Regions from separate parts of the Mus musculus genome. Here region 2 is linked to region 1. A link is a contact called in public promoter capture Hi-C data. All regions are on one chromosome and are shown on one strand. The core of a region is the stretch at or near the end of the contact, and the rest is flanking DNA. Distances in the headings are between cores, read along the strand shown.

Region 1 (7,133 bases), core at 2,465-4,964:
GCAGCAGCAAAGCCCACTGAGTTATACATTTAGAGGAGGAAAGAAATTGAGATACTTCGTTATTTTTACTTGGACATTGTGTTTGATAAATGGAAACTGGGCTAGGAATCTCTGTTTTGAGAACTCCAGGCTATTTTTGAAACACTTACTATACTTTGTGGCACAATTAAAGAAACAACCCCAAAATGTTTGTCTTACACATTTGAAAGTATTACGTTTAAACAACCAAGTTTTGAAATTTAGTTCCGTTGTTTTTGTTTTTCTGTACTCCGGTCCTCTGTAGCAAACATGACCTAAGCAGCCCTGGTGGAGGACAACGTTGTACATTAGTTATTTTGTAGCATTTTATTATTCTCAATACTCCTCTTTAAAAACCATTGGCAAGTGCTGTTCCTGGGAGCTTGAATGATTTATAATGACAGAGACAGAGTTCATCAGATGTTGGATTGTGGTGGGGTGTGGAGCATGGGTCATAAATATGGATAAGTACTTTGGACTGAGCATCTTATAACCCTACCCCATGTTCACCAGCTGGGACCTATAAGAAAGGCTGGGGAGGTAGTATCTTTTCTTTGAGGTTTGCCGAGGTCATGAGAGTGAAACTGTTGGGGTGGACTTAGTGGTTTTTTTGAGAGATGACATGAGATTGATGACCTGGTTATCCATGAAGGGTGGCCACAAAGAGGGTGAGTGAGCACAGTCTAGATATGCAGCTGATCTTGGGGTTCCCAGCTTAAAGCCAGGGAAGGGAATAGTTGTTGAAACCACTCCACTTGTAGTAGTCTGATGAAGAAACAAAATGTAAGAAACTGATCCTGAGAGAAACTGCCTGAAGACCAGATGAAAGGACAAAGAGAACCGACTGAGCAGCCAACCCAGCAGAGATGGCTATGGGCCCCTTTGCAATAAGCTGCAAAATGACAGTAATAGTTGCATGTTAGACCTCGTGCTAATTGCATTAAAACCAATGGAATGCATTTATGATTCCCAAAGGAAAAGCCTCACACGGTGAGAGGCTGTCTTGTTTCTCAGTGTGTCGAACTGTATTTCTATATCTGTGAAATGGGCACTCTGACATCATAAGTTTTCAGAGTATCAGGTGAACTAATATGCCAACAGCTCCCTTAGTACCTGGTAGATATTTGGGTACACAGTCAGAGATCAGCAGGTCTACTTTCTTTAAAAACATGTTGCATGGTTATTTCCTCGTGTAAAAATTATATAACTTCTAATACACTAAACTGATATTTTCATCTGCTTGAGAACACAGGCCCTGCTGGACCAGTTGCCTCTCCTTCTGCAGGCTTGCCTATGGGATACTACATTCCCCAGCAGCCCGGTGCCATCCCCTTGTACCATCCCACTGGTGGCACCCATCCAATCCAGTACCAACCTGGCAAATATCCTGTGACGAATCAGCCTGCTCCCATAATGTGGATGGCAGGGCCAGCTCCTGTGCCCAACTGCCCTCCTGGTTTGGAATACTTAGCTCAGGTACTCTAATAGATCCAAAATATTTTCTATGAAGTATGACCATGGGGTTTAAGGACAGGGAGCAAGACGTTGGCTAGAGCAAACAGGGAGATAAGTCACTGACAGTAGAGGCAGGCGATGCAGGCGATGGTGGATTTGCAGGTAGACAGTGCATACAAGAATGCGTTCATAGGACACATTCATTCCTCTTGAAGCAACACAAATAACTGTAAAATTATTCAATATGGCTTTCTGAAAAAAATTAGAAAACTAAGAATGAGAGTCACTAACCTGATGCCATGCCACTTACTTACGAGCTAGAGAACGTATCCAAGGAGCTAAAGAGATCTGCAACCCTGTAGGTGGAACAACATTATGAACTAACCAGTACCCTGTAGCTCTTGTCTTTAGCTGCATATGTATCAAAAGATGGCCTAGTCGGCCATCACTGCAAAGAGAGACCCATTGGACACGCAAACTTTATATGCCCAAGTACAGGGGAATGCCAGGGCCAAAAAATGGGAATGGGTGGGTAGGGAAGTGGGGGTGGGGGAGAGTATGGGGGACTTTTGGGATAGCATTCTAAATGTAATTGAGGAAAATACGTAATAATAAAAAATATTTTAAAAAAAAAAGAAAAGAAAAACAGCTGGGCAATGGTGGCGCACGCCCTCAATCCCAGCACTTAGGAGGCAGAAACTGGCAAGTTTCTGAATTCGAGTCCAGCCTGGTCTACAGAGTGAGTTCCAGGACAATCAGGGATATACAGAGAAACCATGTCTCGAAAAAAGGAGAAAAAAGAAAAAGAAAAAATGAAAAACAAAATAAGAAGAGAAAACTAGACAAAGAGAGAGGATCATAGAATGTTCAGTCCATGGCTCCCTCTCAACATCTCAGACTCTCTTTAACACCCCTGAACCCCAAGCACATAATTCTGTCTTTCTGTCTTCTAATTGCTTTTGTTCTGTCCCCACAGTTGGACAACATACACGTTCTTCAGCATGTTGAGCCTCTGGAACGTATGTATAACTTTGTCCTGATTCACATTGTGTTTTGATTAGAGGTATTTTAATCAGATGGAAATTTGTATTACTTCATACCTAGTCCCTCATTTTATGTTGATGGCCTTTTCTAGTGATTCAGAGAGAGAAGACTATTCTCTGTTACTTTATATTCATAAAAGCAGTAGAGTGAATTATTATATAGAGTCTTATCTATTGCTATTCCATGCACTGATGATCTTTCATCTATGGACCCCTGGAAAGACGATCATAGTCAGGTGGCTTGGTTCTCAGCTCCCTGCAGGTCCCTTGTGCTCAAGGTAGGAGCTGGCTTTGGTCATTCTGAATTTATTTTCGTATTCACAAGTACCATGTCTCCAGTCATTTTGTCCATTTCATGAGCTGATTAAATCATAGTCTGATGTGTGATTCGTTAAACTGGTTTTATTATTAACATTTTCTGGATTCCAATATTTCAGGAACATTGTATTATCTATTACTTTTATGTGGGAAAACTGTGAAAATAATTTCATAAACCTAGCAAATGTTTGACATTTTGAGAATGCTTAATGGCTCACATGGTTGTATTTCACCTTTTCACCTGAAATTTTTAAAAATCTTTTTGGCTTTCAGCTCCAATCATACTACTATCACCACTACTACCACAAGTACTACAACTACTACTTCTCCTCCTCCTCTGTCTCCTTCGTCGTCTTTGTCGTCGTCTTCATTGTCGTCTTCATCGTTTTCATTGTCCTCCTTCTCTTCATCCTTCTTCTCCTTCCTTTATCTTCTTTCATTAAATAACGAAGGCTGTCTGAAGCCTGTCTCAGCTGGTTCTAACTTAAGATCCTTTTCTCATTCTAACTTTTAGTGATGACACGTTTTGAAACTAATAATAGATATGACATCAAGAACAACATAGACCAGATGGTCTATATCGTAACTGAAGACACAGATGACTTTACCAGGAATGCCTATCGGAACCTACGACCCTTTGTGCTCCGGGTCACTGACTGCCTGGGCCGAGAGATCATGACCATGCAGAGGCCTTTCCGATGCACCTGCTGTTGCTTCTGCTGCCCCTGTGCAAGACAAGAGGTCAGAGACCAGGGGTGGGATTCAGAGTTGCTTCCTGATCTGCCCTTGACACAATGGTTGGTCTTCTTCCTAAACATGAAGGAAAGCTTTCTAGCCCTACTGCTCAGAATGAAACTGAAACTAGGGGAGAGGAAGGAAGCTTAATTATATCACAAGACAGACCTTAACAGTTTTCCTCTCCTTATGTGCTAGATAGGTGGCAGGGCTGGGGTGGGAGCATCAAGTACAACTTGAGGCTGCTTTGGCAGTAGTTACTTTCTGATGAATTAGGTACTTATAGGGAAGGACAGTAATCATATGTTATACAATGGTATCAACATATTCCACAGATGACAAATGGGGAAGGACTTTTGATTGCAGGAGCCAATCACAGCCTACAGTTTTCTGCAAAAAAAAAAAAAAAAAAAAAAAAAAAAAAAAAGTCTTAAAAGTAGATGTAATGCCATCCAGAAGTACCCTGAAGATGGTAGAGTTAGACATACAGTGTGCATGCGCTGTGTTGTGGTTTGGTCTTTCTCGTGTGCCATAACGCAGGTCCAGAAAAAAGAATTGTTGCAGAAAACAAGCAAGCAATCAAGAAAAAAACAATAACAAACTTGTACATGTGTCCCAGTCTCTGTGAGGCCATGTGTCCTGAAGATGCTGTTCCCTTAGAGTCATTTATCACTCTTGGTTCTTAGAACATTTCTACCTCCTCTTCTGCATAGATCCTAAGACCTGAGATTGTAGGTGTAGATGGAGACATTCCATTTAGAGCTGAATGAACCCACATCCTTATCTCTGTATATTGGCCACTTGTGGGTCTCTGTGTTATTTCCCATCTGCTTCAAGAAGCTTTTCTGATGAGGGTCAAGTGAAGCGATGGGTATAGCAATAGGTCACTGAGAGTCATTTTATTGCTATGTTCTGTTAGCTCAGTAATAGTAGATTTTCTTCTATAAGCATGACCCGGGTTCTTGGCCACTTGAAATGGATCATGAAATATAATCACTGGTCATGAAGTATGATCTTCTTAATGAGTTCTTGAATTCAGTTTCCAGTATTTTCCTGAGAGGTTTCTGCCTAGTGTTCTGTGGGTTTCTTTTATGTTCTGCCATTATATGGTTTTGATACCAAGGGAACACACTACCTTTGCTCAGTTAATCTTGTTGGTTATTACTGTTCTGATTAAGTTATTTATATCTTCTTGATTTAATTTTTGCAGATGATATGCATTAAGCTGTTCGGAAAGTTTTCATAGCATTGCCTAAAGGTACTTTTGGATTACATTGGACTTTGTTTTAATTCCTCTCCCTTGTCTGTAATTTTGTTAAATTTTGCCCTCTTTTTATTTTGGCTCATGTGGCTAGGGATCTTTCAATCTTGTTCATCTTTTCAAAAATAAAGTATTTTAGTTGAGCTTGTGTATCTTTTTAAGTTATCAGTTTTCTGCCCTAATCTTTATAATTACTTACCATCTACCTCATTTTGACTGGGCTTGCTGTTAACTTTCCAGAACCTTTAAGTGACTCATTAGATTATTTGAGAGCTGACCTTTAACGGGGGCCTTCCCAGCTCCAACATTTCCCTTAGAACTGCCCCGTCTGCGTCCTGGTTATTTGAGAAGCTTTGTTGTTATTTCAACTTGAATGTATTATTATTTCAAGTTTCTCCTTGATTTCTTCAGTGATCCAGTGTTCATAGAAAGTGTGCGAGTACTGGTGTCATTTCTATAGTTTTCCTTCACGCTGTTTCTAGTTTTATTCTGTTGTGGTCTGACAGACTATAAGGAAGCGTCTCAATTCTCTGTATTTGTTAAGGCTTGCTTTGTGGCCCACAATGTCGCCAGTTTCATTACTACGGAAATGATCTCCATTAACAAACTTCCCACTCATCCTCGCTTTCACCACTAGTTTTTTGGCAGCCACTATTTCATTCTGAAGCTCTGCAGTTTGTTCCTCAAGGAAGTCATGAGAAGGGAAGCATCCAATGGTCACTTCCACAGCCTAGTACTTCACTAACGCGCAGCCTTGGGGAGTATTTTAAAGTCTCATAGGCTTAAACATTTATGAAATTTTGGTTCTAAGGAACTATCAAATTTAATCCTTTGTACAGGTACAATTATATACATTTGAATAATATATATGAATAGTGTGTGTGTGTGTGTGTGTGTGTGTGTAATGGCTCTGACAATGTCCAATGCTGTATAAAATCCATTCCCAACAGCCTTCTGAAAGTGCAGAAGAAAGCAGGACAGCAATGACCCTTTCACGCTGGACTTCTTAAAGAAAGAATTTAGTCTATATAACTCTTGTTATTAAAAGAGGGCTCACGACTTTAATCCCAGCACTCGGGAGGCAGCAGCAGACAGATTTCTGAGTTCGAGGCCAGCTTGGTCTACAAAGTGAGTTCCAGTACAGCCAGGGCTATACAGAGAAACCTTGTCTTGAAAAACAAAAACAAAACTAAAAAGAGAGCGAGAAAGAGAGAGAGAGAGAGAGAGAGAGAGAGAGAGAGAGAGAGAGAGAGAGAGAGAAGGTCTCATCTTTTATAAAATTTTAATGTACAGATAATTAAATATAACAGGATAGTGGACAATATTTTAAAATCTTTAATAAAATGCAGTTATCTACCTCTACACAGAGGTTTTTAACTGTGACAGCACAGCACCCCACCCCATCGGCAATTGTACTTTCTGTGCTTTTAACTACTGTAGACAACTGTAGTCTGAAATGCCAACGGCAAGTTCCAGAAATAAGCAAGTCATAAGCTGAATGGGGAATTCTGGAACATGAATTATTCTTTTGTGCAGAGTGTCAAAGGTGTACATGCCATGCACGCAGTGGCAGTTGAAAGGGGACATTCACATGATTTCTACTATAAGACAGAGTGTTGGAACTGTTCTTTTGTTAGTTCTGTACAGTGACTAATTGATAGATTAAACTTTGCTAGAGCATGTGTTTATTGTAAATCATGCTAAATATTGAGTTCAGAACCCTTTGTACTTGAGGAGACTACTAATGCCTTGGAACACATTCGCCTCAAAGGTGGAAGCGGGGGGCAGTCTTACAGTTTTCACAATGCTTCATTCTCTTGTGTTTTTGTTTTGTTATAGTTGTGTGTAGGAGATTTAGGTTTTCTGGTTAAGATTTTTTTTTAAGTTAACTGGTCACACCTAATGGAGTTAGAAAACATGAGGGTCCTAGATGAAACAAAGGTCATTATTGTGGCCAGCCACATGAGTACCAGTACATTCATTTAGGGTCTTCTTTGCCTCAAGTCCTTCAGGGTTGGCTGGGAGAGGTGGTGTATTTGTCCAGACACTGCTGTGTGTCCTGAGAGAAGCACTGAGATTAGATAACTGAAATATTATATCAAGCAATTGAGTGGGTAATTAAGCCTGTTCTTTGTCCCACAGTGAAACATGACCTCACCTCTTTCGAGTGCTTTCTGAAAGACAACCCTGCAAACGGCCCCCAGGGAAACACAAGTCTTTCCTTCCCAACATTTATTCTCCTTGCCCTTGAATGACTAAGAACATATCCAGATGTGTGCATGCATGAATTGGGGGGGGGGGGG
Region 2 (7,133 bases), core at 1,360-3,859, 2.2 Mb after region 1:
TTGGCAAGTCTGTGTGCTATTTTCTCAATTAGTGATTGATGTGGGATCACCTAGCCCTCTGCAGAGTAGCGTTACTCCTGGGCACATGGTCCTAAGTGAGCCCATGGGGAGGGTTCCTCTGTGGCCTCTGCATCAATTCTTGTATCCAGGTTCCTGCCCCAACTTCCTTTTATGAGAGACTATGATCTGGATGTACGAGCCAAATAAACTTTCCTCGCCAAGTTGTTTTTGATCATCACAATCCAAAGCTAGTTAAGACAACCGCTGTGTTTTGAGTTCCAAACCAGGTTCCTGTGAGCTTGTGGCTTGAAGGGTTATCGTCATCAGGTGCCAGCACAGTGCCGTCATTTCCAGTTGATAATCGTCCATCTGTCAGCATCTATCTCCTTAATATAGACAGCACAGCACTTAGTAATGTTGGGAACCTTGGCTATTCCTGTAATTAGTTGTTCTAGTTTTACTAGGACCCAGAACTGTTACTGTTGGTTAGTGTCTGGGGTCAGGCAGCTCTGGTTACTAGGTTTCTTATCCAAAGAACTGAAAACACGGTTCACACAGATTCACAAAGGAAGCAAGGTAGCTGGATGGGAGCAAGGCCACAGTGCAGATTGTTGAGGGAGACACCGTCAACACTGACAGCTGGCCTCAGGACAGCACTCATTGAATCATGAGAAGGACCAGAAGAATGCTTGCAAGGGTTCGTTCTCTCCACTGAACCCACGGACCCAGGGAATCGAACTCAAGTCATCAGGTTTGGCAGCAAGTACCTTTACTCAACCGAGCCATCTCGCCAGCCCTCTCCTTTCTTTTAACAAATGAAAATTTACGGTCTTCCCAGAGACGCCTTGGATGGGATTGTAAACTGATAATATGAAAAAACAAACAAACAAACAAAAAATTAGTTACAGAGTTGAATCAGAGAGTTAGAACCAGTCTTTTGCTTGTAAATGATGTTTTGAGAGTCCTAGCTTTTACAACTGGAAAGGTAGAGAGGCCATGTGTCCTTATGCCTCAAGAAAACAGCTTTCCATTTTAATGTTCCCAGTGAAGCGTCTCTATGGACGAGAAATACTGTCTTTGTTCCAAATCGTCCTAGCCAACTGCTGTTGACAGTGCTGCCATTCTCCATGCTCCAGGCAGCAGGCTTGGGCCAGGCTTCCAGGTGAGGCCTTCCTTTCTCTACCCACAATTCCTTCATCTTCCTACACTGCCTTATTTCAACAGCAAGCTTAAAGCTTTTGAAAAGCTTGTAGAGTCAGGCAAACAATCTCCTGCTCCTTCTCACCCACTTCCTGGGTCTCTTCACAGGAAGAGGGAAAGAGATGTGGTAAGACAATCGAAGAGCAAGTCTGCCTTAAAAGCAGCAAAACCAGGAAGTTCTCTCGTTTTTGAATTTGCATTATCTTGTAAATCTAACGACTCACCTGTGGGTTTTTGAATACGGAAGGTGAGGCTGCTGGCAAATGCTTGCAAGCAATAGCTGACAGGCTTCAAGACAACTCCAGTATTAGTCATCACAGAGATGCGTGCCAAAAGGGACCATGGGTAAAAACATCTGCTGTGCACACAGATGCCCCCTGCTGAGCCAAGCACACAGAGAAAACCAACTCCAGCTCGGAGTTGCATAAGCAAAGAGGCTGAGGCACTGGAGTGCTTGATGCTCTCCCAGAGTGGGAAATTAGCTTTCCGATGGGTAGTTACCTTCCAGTGTCTATGTAGCTCAGGGAGACCTTGAATTCACAGCGATCCTCTTGCCTCAGCTTCCTGAACGCTAGAGTTACAGGTCTGTAAGACCATAATATTATTATGTGTTTGTCTCAAAGCCTTTAGTGTCATATTTTTTTCAGGGTGCCTTACAATACAGAAATGGAATTCTAATTCTATCAGAATAGAAGCCAGACATTAACACTCGTCCATTTTACCATGTGGTGAGATGTGGGGGTCTCCACAGCAGACCTGGCTGCATGGTGACTGATTGGTAAAGACAAGGAAATCTTGATGTTTGCCTAGGAAGCAGAAGAACTGGAGGTACCAGTCTTAAACACCTCCCTCTCCCTTTTCTCCCTCCCTCCCTTCTTCCCTCCATCCTCCACCTTCTCTATCTCTCTTCCTTTTTTTCTTCAACAAATTTAAATAGCACCGTTAAAGGACTGGGGCTAGACTTTTCTTTTTGATTATTTTAGTTGACCGGCAATTATAAAAAGTCAGAGAATCGTGCACTGGATCTGTGCCTCTCAACTTCAGAAATAGTCCTGTGAAATCATACCTGTCAATCCTCCCCTGGGAGGCTGTGGTGGGAGGGGAGAAACCTGAGTAGGTGAAGTTAAGGGTCTGGACTTGCCCTTTTGAATCTGAAAACTATTGATGTGCCGGGTTGAACTGTCTTACTATCAATGTACAATTTGCCAGTTGCATACAGACTAAGAAATCATGCTGGAAACAGGAGGGCCACGAGTCTGGACATCAGCATCTTGCTGGCAGATTTGACCAGTGTGGAAGATCTCTTTCCAGAGTGAATCATTTAAAGACAGAATCTTTTATGATGAAACCACCCTCTGGAGTTTGAAAAGAGACGGGGCTGCTTTAAGAGAGAAACAGGAAGTTGTAACGAGAAGCCGGTCTGAATGCTAAGCCATCTGAATTGCTTGCGAAGTAGCAACAAAGTAGCAGCGTTTATTCTGAAATTCTGTGGGCGCCAGTCTATCCTAGGCAACCCTCATCTAAGGGCTCATCCCTTGTCCAGGGATTTCTCTGAGCATCACAGTCGGTCGAGTGGAGAATGGCTGGGCAGCTTCGGTTTACGTCAGGGAAGGATGAAGATCATTTTCAACACCAGGGAGCAGTGGAGCTACTCGCGTTTAATTTTTTGCTCATCCTTACCATTTTAACAATCTGGTTATTTAAAAATCACCGATTCCGCTTCTTGCATGAGACTGGAGGGGCGATGGTGTATGGTGAGTGTGTAAATGGTGGGGTAGATGTGTAACTTGTTGCCTGGGCGTAGTAATTAGAGACTTGTGCTCAGATGGCAAAGTGCAGAAAGTGAGGGGAACATGCTGATTGAAGTGTCATTAGCTCAGCGAGAGGTGCCGCAGTGTTAGGGATGCTAACCTCTTTCCAGAGGAGCGGCAGAAATTCCGCCTGACCACAGAGCAGCTGTCACAGTGACAGGCTCTGAGGCAGCACAGTATGTGAGTCTGTTGACAGCTGCAGTCCTTTGTCATGCGGGGAGTCATGGAGCGCTAGTCATGGTAGTAGGTTGTGGTGGCAATGCAGTCAGTCAGCGCAGCCTCTTCCACAGGCAGCCAGAGGAGCCAGGCAAAGTTAAGGGAATGGCTTCAGACTGCATGGAGGAAATACCCTTTCAACTATTTTCAAGAAGAAATACTCGTAGAAACAGACCCCACCCTTGTAATGGGAATAATTGTGTCCAAATCCTTTTTCATCCTGTGAACACTATTTTAGCTTCTGATAATAAAAGTGTTAAACCAAGAATTTCCTATTTAACATTTTCCATTGCTTAGCCTGATTTAATATGGTCTTGTTTATAATACTTATTTGTGTTCTCACACCACACACACACTTCTCTCTCTCTCTCTCTCTCTCTCTCTCTCTCTCTCTCTCTCTCTCTCTCTCCCTCTCCCTCTCTCTCCTCTCTCTCTCCCTCTCTCTCTCCCTCTCTCTCCCCCTTTCTCTCTCTCTCATTTTAGACAGGTCTCACTCTATAGACAAGGTTGGCCTCAGACTCACAGTGATCTTCCTGCTTCAACCTCCTGGGTGCTGGAATAATATGTATAAGTAAGAACACCCAATTCTTTAAACTACAGAGGGGAAAAAAGGTTTTAATTTAAGGTTTAACCTCCCAAAGTGATGCTCTTTCTGTGCAAGTTACCATGGCATCCATCATTTTTGGGAAGTTTAATAAAATGTGATTATGGAGTTTGTACAGACTAGCCTGGTTTATCTAGTTTATTAAGATGAGCTACAAGGCACTAGCACTGAGCTGGTACTGAGACAAATTGTCTCACTACCAACTGACTTCATGACCCTTATCCTACCAAGTAAAAGGTAACAGCTTTGAACATAATGGGAACAGTCAAGGGCTGCCAAAACGGATAGCAAAGAACATACTTTTTGACTTCTCCTTCTTTTTGGAGGAGGCCCTTTTATATGTCTGGGCTCCAGGGAAACAAGATGAGGGCACCTTTCATGTGCTAAGCGTGTGATGGACTGATGTTAACAAGGAATGGTCCTGAAGGGAAAGCATGAGATAGCCTACCCTTGAGCCACTTGAGCTGTAGGACAGACCGTTAAGGCCATGTAGTGCAGCTTGCTTTCTCGAAGCCAATTCAGAGCTCCACTAAGTTTCTTTGTACTGAAGGTCCTACAGCACACAGCAAAACTTTTCAGGGTGGGAGAGACAGGCCAAAAGAGAAGGGCACAGCGCTTTCAGAGGCCGAGCCCTAGACGTGAGTCATTCTCCCTTTCTCCATAATCGATTTACCAGGAGCTTTCTCTATCTTGGGTAATAAATAATCAAAAAGATGCAGGGTGTAATCTGAGAAGCCAGAAACACTGTCATCCTAAGCATCAGATCAAAGGGCTGTGCATATTTTAGCGATACAACACATAGTTAAGATTAAACCCTTACTGGAAGGGAAGATTTCTCCATGTGCTTGAATTATAACAGTTTTTTTTTTTTTATCAATTTTCTTCTCTGTGGTAGGGATATTGTTTTATAAAAGTAGTTAAACTTTGACTTAAATAATTCTTGATTAGATTTAGTTAATAATGGTTGTCCCTGCACTGAACAGTCAAGCATGGTGGTCCTCCCCAAGCTGAACAGTCAAGCATGGTGGTCCTCCCCAAGCTGAAGAGTCAAGCATGGTAGTCCTCCCCAAGCTGAAGAGTCAAGCATGTTAGTCCTCCCCAAGCTGAAGAGTCAAGCATGGTGGTCCTCCCCAAGCTGAAGAGTCAAGCATGGTGGTCCTCCCCAAGCTGAAGAGTCAAGCATGGTAGTCCTCCCCAAGCTGAAGAGTCAAGCATGGTAGTCCTCCCCATGTGTTTTCATACATTTCAAGCTGTTAATGAGGTTCTTGTTCATTTCAAGGGTAAACTCTGAAAATAATTCATTAAGATGGCTTCCACAGACTTCTAGGATAAGCATTTTTTCAAAATGCTTTACTGAAGTGCTTAGTGTAGACTTTCTGTCAGGGATGTAATGAAATAGTCAAACTAAAACCCAGGAGAACGAGGAACTCTAAGGAACAACTTTTAGTAGTAAGAGGGAGAGAATTCCAAAGGTTTAGTCTCTGTAAATGAATAAGCAGTTCGTACAGTTGTAAGGAATCTTAGAGAATGGAATCCTCGTTGTGCAGAGGAAGTGGGGCTTAGATGGAGGTCATGGTAGTGGCTGGTGCTGAGCTGGGGTCCAGCACGTCTTTTAATCAGAGATGCTGAGACAGTAATAAGTAACTTCCTTCAGGGATATTCCAGGGAGTGTGTGTATGTGTGTGTGTGAGCAGGGGTGGGAGGATGGTGGAGAAATGAGGATGTTCCAAATATATGATCCTGTTGTAAACCTTTAAGGCTTGGCCATCTAGTTTCTTCTCCAGGGGGTCTGACAAAGTAAAATTTCAGGGTAAACCCTTTCTCCATCTGAGGAAGCAAGACATTGTTTCTGCAGTAGTCTGGCTAAAGGCATAATGAAAACCAATGGAGAAGACGACAAACGTAGACTTTTTCTTGTTTTCTGAAGACAGACACTTTAGAGTAGCCTGGGACAGATCTCTCCATCCTGCTGTTAATCAATATGCTGACCGTTAATGTCTGTTCTGGCTTTTAGTCCCATTTAAGTGATTATTACCGCTGCTTATTCTTTCCAGTCTTGCCATAGAGCACCTCGGATAGTTTGCCTTTCCCTTTGGGCTCATCAAAGAATTAGGTGACCAGCCCCTACCTCTCTGGCTGCGGCTCTTGCCTTCATCAACTGCTCACACAAACCATTTGCCCTTATACTGAGAGCAGTACTTTCTTCAGGCACCACAGTACCTGTATTCCCTCAGCCCAGTCCCCAACATGCCTCCCTGAGGGCATTCTGGTGACCTGTGCCAAATGTCCCTTAGAAGATGTAATAGATGCTGATACATTTAATCAGTGTACTTAGGAATCCAATTAAAAAAAAATTCTAGGGATCAGAGGCTTAGAAAATGAGCAGTTACAGGATAAACAAGGAGCAAGGTAACCAAGCAGAATGTTCAACTGTTCTTTCATAATTATTGTTAGAAACAATTTTCAAGTCGTTAACCTTAAAATATCATATGCAGGGTTGTAGAGGCCAAGAAGTTTCCTCTGTGATGATTGGAAATAAAACTGAAGACCCAAATACAAGTAATTGCTTATACAAAAAATAATAAAATAAAAAGTCTTCTCTCATTATTATGGGTCATGGGTGCTTTTTATAAATTAGCAGTGTCATTGTAGAAATATTTTTGCTCTGCCAGGCACAGTAAAGCGTAATTGTCGCGCATGACTTCCTATGGCTCCAGTTATTTCAAAATGGAAGAATAAGCAACAGCCATAATCATTTAAACTGGACTAAAAGCCAGAATGAGCGTTAATGGTCAAAATATTGATTGACAGCAGCTGGGACACTTAGTGCTGCTTAATTTGGGGCCTAGATTCATCTCCGAGGTACTCATTAGAAAGCACTTGCTCCTTGGTCCCTGATAGCATCAAGGAATCCATTTTAACTCCCTAGGGGATGTCACATCTTGTAGAACATTTGTAATGGCATACCTTTGAGGACTGGGATTTAAGATTAAGGACAGAACAATTTAAAAATCTTAGAGTTCTACCTTTGATTTTTTGTTTGTTTGTTTGTTTGTTTTAACCATCATCTAATATAGAGACTGTCCTGGATTCATGCAGAAGTTAGTTCATCATTTAGTTGGGACCAAAGAAATCCCAGGCCTCTATAGTTAGACTTTTGAGCTTATCCAAAGTTCTGTCACTTTCAAACGTTTTCTGGTCCTTTAAGGGTATTCTTCCCTAAGCTTAATAGAACAATTTAACTTAATCAACAGCTAGTTCTCCCCTCCCAGGTTTAAAGAAACTATAGTTACAAAAACATC

Evidence for each region. Promoter capture Hi-C pulls out the DNA fragments that hold promoters and counts their contacts.
Region 2: a contact with region 1 is called in a promoter capture Hi-C map of pre-B cells, with 8 times the contacts expected there. The contact joins the promoter of Slc9a9 here to the enhancer-like site in region 1. A contact is called at or near these places in 10 of 39 promoter capture datasets (the 3T3-L1 cell line, the C10 cell line, the HPC-7 cell line and 6 more).

What each region holds. Positions count from the first base shown.
Region 1 is chr9:92,481,372-92,488,504 of GRCm38.p6, forward strand. Plscr4 (phospholipid scramblase 4) reads left to right here. Exons shown (of 9, transcript NM_178711.3): 4 at 1,271-1,494; 5 at 2,450-2,492; 6 at 3,349-3,575. Among named protein-coding and RNA genes, the nearest start is that of Plscr4, 28 kb to the left of the region's middle. Within about 2 kb of position 3,715, at least 11 of the 459 cell types and tissues checked have an H3K27ac peak or open chromatin away from gene starts, as enhancers often do. A contact at or near this core is called in the HPC-7 cell line and pre-B cells, where this site is marked.
Region 2 is chr9:94,667,283-94,674,415 of GRCm38.p6, forward strand. Slc9a9 (solute carrier family 9 (sodium/hydrogen exchanger), member 9) reads left to right here and starts at 2,610. Exons shown (of 16, transcript NM_177909.5): 1 at 2,610-2,954. The coding sequence starts at 2,780.